Linked DNA regions of Sus scrofa: region 2 is linked to region 1. The links are chromatin contacts, called in public Hi-C maps. All regions are on one chromosome and are shown on one strand. Each heading gives the region's core, a stretch centred on a gene start, on an enhancer-like site or on the middle of the called end of the contact. The rest is flanking DNA. Distances are from core to core; before and after follow the strand shown.

The links. A called contact is a pair of places that touch in the nucleus more often than the background predicts.
Region 2: a Hi-C map of liver shows a contact between it and region 1, with 2.1 times the contacts expected there. The contact joins the promoter of RPS10 here to the promoter of C7H6orf125 in region 1. A contact is called at or near these places in 1 of 5 promoter capture datasets (fetal skeletal muscle), 2 of 47 Hi-C or Micro-C datasets (embryonic fibroblasts and liver) and 1 of 2 datasets of contacts at active chromatin or transcription factors (skeletal muscle).

What each region holds. Positions count from the first base shown.
Region 1 is chr7:29,928,367-29,931,271 of Sscrofa11.1, forward strand. It overlaps C7H6orf125, which reads right to left and starts at 1,436. Exons shown (of 4, transcript NM_001243451.1): 1 at 1,283-1,436. The coding sequence starts at 1,420.
Region 2 is chr7:30,441,184-30,444,088 of Sscrofa11.1, forward strand. It overlaps RPS10 (ribosomal protein S10), which reads right to left and starts at 1,529. Exons shown (of 6, transcript NM_001244106.1): 1 at 1,140-1,529; 2 at 267-416; 3 at 1-52. The coding sequence starts at 416.

The DNA.
Region 1 (2,905 bases), core at 186-2,685:
TGACAGCTGTGGCCAAATTTTGCAAAAGTCACTTCCTCAGACTGTGTATGTGTGTATATGCTATCTCATAGGCCTGACCTCTCACCCGAGCCCCAGGCTCAAATATCCTACTGTCTACTTGACATTTCCACTCAGAGGTAACAGCACTCTGCATCTCAAGTTCAACACGTCTAACACCAAACACAAGATGTTCTTCCCACATCCCACCTGTTCCTCATCTAGTCTTTCTCATCTCAGTTAATGGCACCACCTTCCACCCAGATGCTCAGGCCAAAACAATCTAGGTGTGACCCTTGGTTCACCTTTCCTTCTATCCTGCATCCAATGTATCAGGGAAACCTGTGGCCGCAACCTTCCACGGCAACCTCAATCCAGCCACTTCCCTCTCCTGGGCTGCCTTCTGCATCCACACCACCATTTCTTGCCTGGGCTGCCAGAGTAACCTCTTCTCCAGCTGACTGCTTCTATTCTTGCCCCCCTATAATCCATTCACTACTACAACCAGAGTGATCTTTAAAAAAAGTAAATTAGGTCACATCGGCCCCGACTAAACCTTCCCAGCTCAATGGTCTTATGATAAAATCCACCTTCTAATCAGAGCCTGTCTTTAAGACCCTATCATGGAGTCTTAGGGTCTTTTACGAGGCAACTGAATATGACTAGCACCCATGAGGACGAAGGTTTGCTCCCTGGCCTCACTCAGTAGGTTAAGGATCCGGCGTTGCCATGAGCTGTGGTGGAGGTGGCAGACGCGGCTCGGACCTGGCGTTGCTGTGGCTGTGGTGTTGGCCAGCAGCTGTAGCTCTGATTCGACCCTTAGTCTGGGAACCTCCATATGCCACAGGTGCGGCCCTCAAAACACAAAAGCCGAAAAAAAAAAAACCACAAAAACGCAGGTCTACTCAAACGCAGGGGCCTGGGGTGAGGACAGGGCTTTGGCTATCGGTCACCACACAGCACTGTGAGGTACGGTAGTGTCAGGGGAGGAACAGACTGCCACAGGTACTGCGCCTAGAATCATGGAGAGCTTTTAAAAATACTGAGGCCAAGGCCTGCCCCACACTCTGATTCGAGTAGGTCGAACGACCCAGGTCTCCAGATTTTTAAAAGCGTCCTAGAACTCCGAGGGGTACGTTGTTAAGAGCACGGAGCCGTCCACGCGCACGTGTGGCCGAGGGAACGGCGCGCGCATGCGCCGGGCCCGCCACCGGCCCGCCCTGCCTTGTCCTGCCCCCCTACCCCCCACGCCTTCCCGCCGCAGGCGGTCCCCACACTGTGTCACCTGGGTGTTCTCTCCCTCCCGAAAGGCCTGCGCTACCCGCTGCCGCAGATAAGCGCCCAAGTCCCGGCCCCGTTTGGTCTCGTCCAGCGGCCATTCCTCACAGAGCCTGAGAAAACGCCGGTAGCGGCTGGCCGCCATCTTGGGCCCCGCGTGTCCCCGCCCCCGAGGGAGGAGTTGGCGCAGACGGAAGGCGTTTGCGCACTAAGGACCTCTGGCTTTCCGAGGAGCTGGCGCGGGAGGGAGGAGGGAAGAGGGAGGAGGGAGGGAGCATGCGCTCCTTCACCGCGCTCGCCGCATTCCGGGTGGGGGCGCTGCTCGCTTGCCCTGCGAGCCGAGCTAATTCAGTTCTTGTCCTTCTGGAACCAGCCGGTCTTCCAGGGGCAAGTCAGGCGTGGAGTACCCCCAGGGACGGCTTTGCTTCTCTTTTTCAATGAATGCACAAGCTCCAGACTAAAAATCCTCCTCTGAGACCTCTGCTGATTTGCATAAACGGATACATTTGCATGTAAATACAGGTTGTTATTCGATGAAGATATGTTTGAACTTAATATCCTAGCACACGTGGTTTGCAGCATCCCCCCCCCCGCCGCCGCCCGCGCCCCTTTCCCGAAGCCCCGGTACCTATCAGTACCACGATTGGTGCTCTGCCACAATTCCTTCTTTAGTGCTCCTCGCTCCTGTCCCTGTGTCCCCAGCCCCTGTTAGTATCACTTCTGAGCTCCCCCTCCCCAAGCCGTCCACTTGTCTGTTTGAGTTGATGCAGCCTGGAAAAAAACTTGTTTTACCAAGCTTGCTCTTATACAGTTCCAGCTGCATCCTGATTTTTCTTTTCTTAAACAAACAAACCCCAAAAACTCTACCTTCCGGATTTTCCTTGAGGAAAGCCTCATCCTCCTTTTGCGTCTTTACTGTCCTGTCTTTAGACAGGACCATCCCATGCACACAGCGCTTGGCTTCCCCCAGATCTCTTCCTTCTCTCCACCCGTCTACTTTGTATGTTTCCAGGAGACTCCTGCCCTGAGTCAGGGAGTGAATTCAGAACCAAATACAATGTTAGAAGTGACAAGGGCTTTAATGGAAGTGTTAAAGAATACTAGGCGTTTGGAGAAAGAAATAGTCCTTCTAGCTGTTGAGATTGGGGGAATGGGGAAGATCAGGGATTGCTTCTGAAGGAGATGGCATTTGTGCTGGGCCTTGAGGATGGTTAAGCTTTGAAAGTGGGCTTGGGAGAGGGACTTTGAGCAGCAAGAGCCAGGCTTGGGGCACGACTGGGAGAGAGAGGAAGTGGGGGGACAGAGATCAGTGGGTGGTTTTAGCAGGGAATAGCTCTGAACTGTCTGAAGTCCTTAAGGGTAAAGACCTATGAATGGGAACACCTGGGGACACAGGGATGTGTGATGCCTGCTTGAGGGGAGTTGGGGGGTTGGAAAATGAGGCACTCAAGACCCCCTCCCACGGCATTCTCCACCCACCAGTACCTCTCCCTGTACCACTCTCACCATTTGCAGTATTTGTAATGTACACTGAATCTGTTTTACTTTAACCTTTGTATTCTGTTGCTTTTGCTGCAAGAATGTTGCCTAGAGCCTGAAATGTACAGGAGAGCTGTTTCTCAAGGCTCTA
Region 2 (2,905 bases), core at 279-2,778, 510 kb after region 1:
AGAAATGTCTCCAAGCAAACTGTTCCTTCACGAAGCCTCGTGACTTGAGTGACTGTAAGAAAAAAAACTACAGTTTAAAACCCAACTAGACGCTGGAAGCTAGAAATGCAGTGTAAAGGGGAGGCTAAACTGCACAACAGACAAGTTTTCAGGGTGTGTCTACCTCACAGCCCTTCAAGATATCAAGCTGCTCTGGCTGTCCTGACCTCTCCTTAGAATCTGCCTTGAACACCATGGAAAATCCCTCCATCTGCACCCACGCCTACCTGCATGGCCTTCATGACGTGAAGATTAGGCACATTCTTGTCCGCCAGCTCGGGGTGCTTCGGCATGTGCACGTCTTTTTTGGCCACCATCACTCCCTCCTTGAAAAGGAGTTCATAAATGGCAATCCGGTTCTTCTTGGGCATCAGCATCTGCAAGAAGGAAGCGATATAATCAAGATTACTTCTGGGGAGTTCCCGTTGTGGCGCAGTGGTTAACGAATCCGACTAGGAACCATGAGGTTGCGGGTTCGATCCCTGCCCTTGCTCAGTGGGTTAACGATCCGGCGTTGCCGTGAGCTGTGGTGTAGGTTGCAGACGCGGCTCGGATCCCGCGTTGCTGTGGCTCTGGCGTAGGCTGGTGTCAACAGCTCCGATTAAACCCCTAGCCTGGGAACCTTCATATGCCGCGGGAGCAGCCCAACAAATGGCAAAACACAAAATAAATAAATAAATAAATAACTTCTGAGCAATGTGGCCAAGGGCCAGGAACCATCATCCCGAAACGACAATAACCACTGTTCAATGGAATAAAATCTGTGGAAAACAGTAAACAAGGATTCAAACTCCACAGAAGGGAACCCTAACAATTACTCGTTCCCTCCTCCACCCTTGAAAAACGATTCAGATGAGAAGTTGCCAAAACATTAAAAAATAAACCTGTAGGGGCGGGGGGAGTTGTGCACATACTCGCTCCGGACTTTCGCTCTCACAACAAAGGTGGAAAGGGGGCGCAGCTCCTGCACGCGCGGACTATTTCGGCACCTTCAACCACGGTTACCTAGTGCGGAATGGCGCGAGGGACCCAGAGGAAAGCCCTCGGCCCTTAACAGGCCACTGACCCCAAACCAAAGGGATAGAGCCTTCTCAGCCTACCGTTCTCTTCCCGAGCTAGAGCTCCAGGGCCGGGTAAGGACGCAGCACGGAGTGCGGAGTTCTGCCCCGAAGGAAAAGCGCGCAGGAGCGACAGCCTCCCAAGCCGGATCCTCCCTTCCTCCGCCCCCGCCATGGGATGCCAATCTTCGCAAGCCAGAATCCCACTGCCCTGCGAAATGCGCCCCTGGCCGCTCTCACTACTCGGAAATGGCCGTGCGGGGAGCGGGAGAGGGCCTCCTCCGCCCCACGCCTGGGGAAGCACAGCGACTACAGCAGCCAGAGGGCCAGGATGGGGGCCGATGGAACCCAGACTCCAGAGGAACTCACCGCGGCGGCTACTGCGTACGGGGCCGGAGCTAGAAAGGAAGGGGCATGCGCGGCGCAGCGTCTCTTCCGGGCTGCCTCGCCCCGCCCCCTGTCAGGACCCTCGCGCGGCCTGGGGTGGCCTCGGCAGTGCCTGAGAGACTGGCGGCTCCTGGCAGCCGCTGAGAAGCCTGACAGCACGCACGTGGAAACCGCTGGGGCCGGCTTCTGAACCTGTGGGTTTTGTCGATAAATAGCCATTTATGCTTGGGCAGGCCCTTTGCAAGTGCGCTACTCATTTATTTTCTTTGTTTCCTGTCGGTGATTTAACTTACTATTATGTAAGTAATATATGCTCTTTGAGCGGGAAAAAGAGACCATTCAGACAAAAATAAACAACAGTAATAACAATTATAAAAGAATAAAAGTAGAATACTATCGACCAAAGAATCGCTATTAACAATTTGGTATACATTCTTCCAGACTCATAGGAAATCTATATATTTTTTTAACAAAAACGGAATGTTTTGTGTGTACATCATGATATGCTGTTTGACAACCTGTTTTTTCCTTTCCCAATAATACATAATGAATTTTTTTTTTCTTTTTACCGTCACACCTGTAGCATATGCAAGTTCCCAGGCTAGTGGTGGAATGGAAGCTGCAGCTGCCGGCCTGCACCACAGCCACATCAATTCCAGATCAGAGCTGCATCTGGGACCTACGCAGCTGTTTGTAGCAACACTGGATCCTTAACCCACTGAGTGAGGCCAGGGATGCAACTTGCATCCTCAAGGAGATTAGTGGGCTTCTTAACCTGCTGAGCCAGATGGGAACTTCCACGAATTTTTCATGTCATTGCCTGCAACTGTTATGACTACATAGTAGTCTGCTGATGAATGGTTTAATCAATGCCATGGTTGGATATATATATTAAAAATCCTTCACTATTATAATAAACGATGCCACGTACTTATCCACACCTTTGTCCAATATTTTCCTTGTGACAAATTCCTGGAGTGTAATTGTTGAGTAATAAAGCACACATTTTTAAGTTTTTGACACATGCCACATTGACTTCTGGAAGGCATTATCAATTATATTTTGGTCAGGTGTTAAAACAAGGCTCACTCCCTATTAACCCTGCTGACATTGGATATTCATTTCTGTCAGTATGATACATAAATATTAATCTCATAGTTCTTTTGATTTGCTTTTCTTGATTACTTCTGTGGTTAAACATTTTTTTTTCTTTTCTTTTTAGGCATTTTTGTTCTTTCTTTAAAAATTCATTTCCAAGGAGTTCCCTTCATGGCACAGCGGTTAACGAACCTGACTAAGATCTATGAGGATGAGGGTTCGATCCCTGGCATTGTCCAGTGGGTCTTCAATCCAGTGTTGCCTTGAGCTGTGGTGTAGGCCACAGACGCGGCTCGGATCTGGTGTTGCTGTGGCTGTGGCTG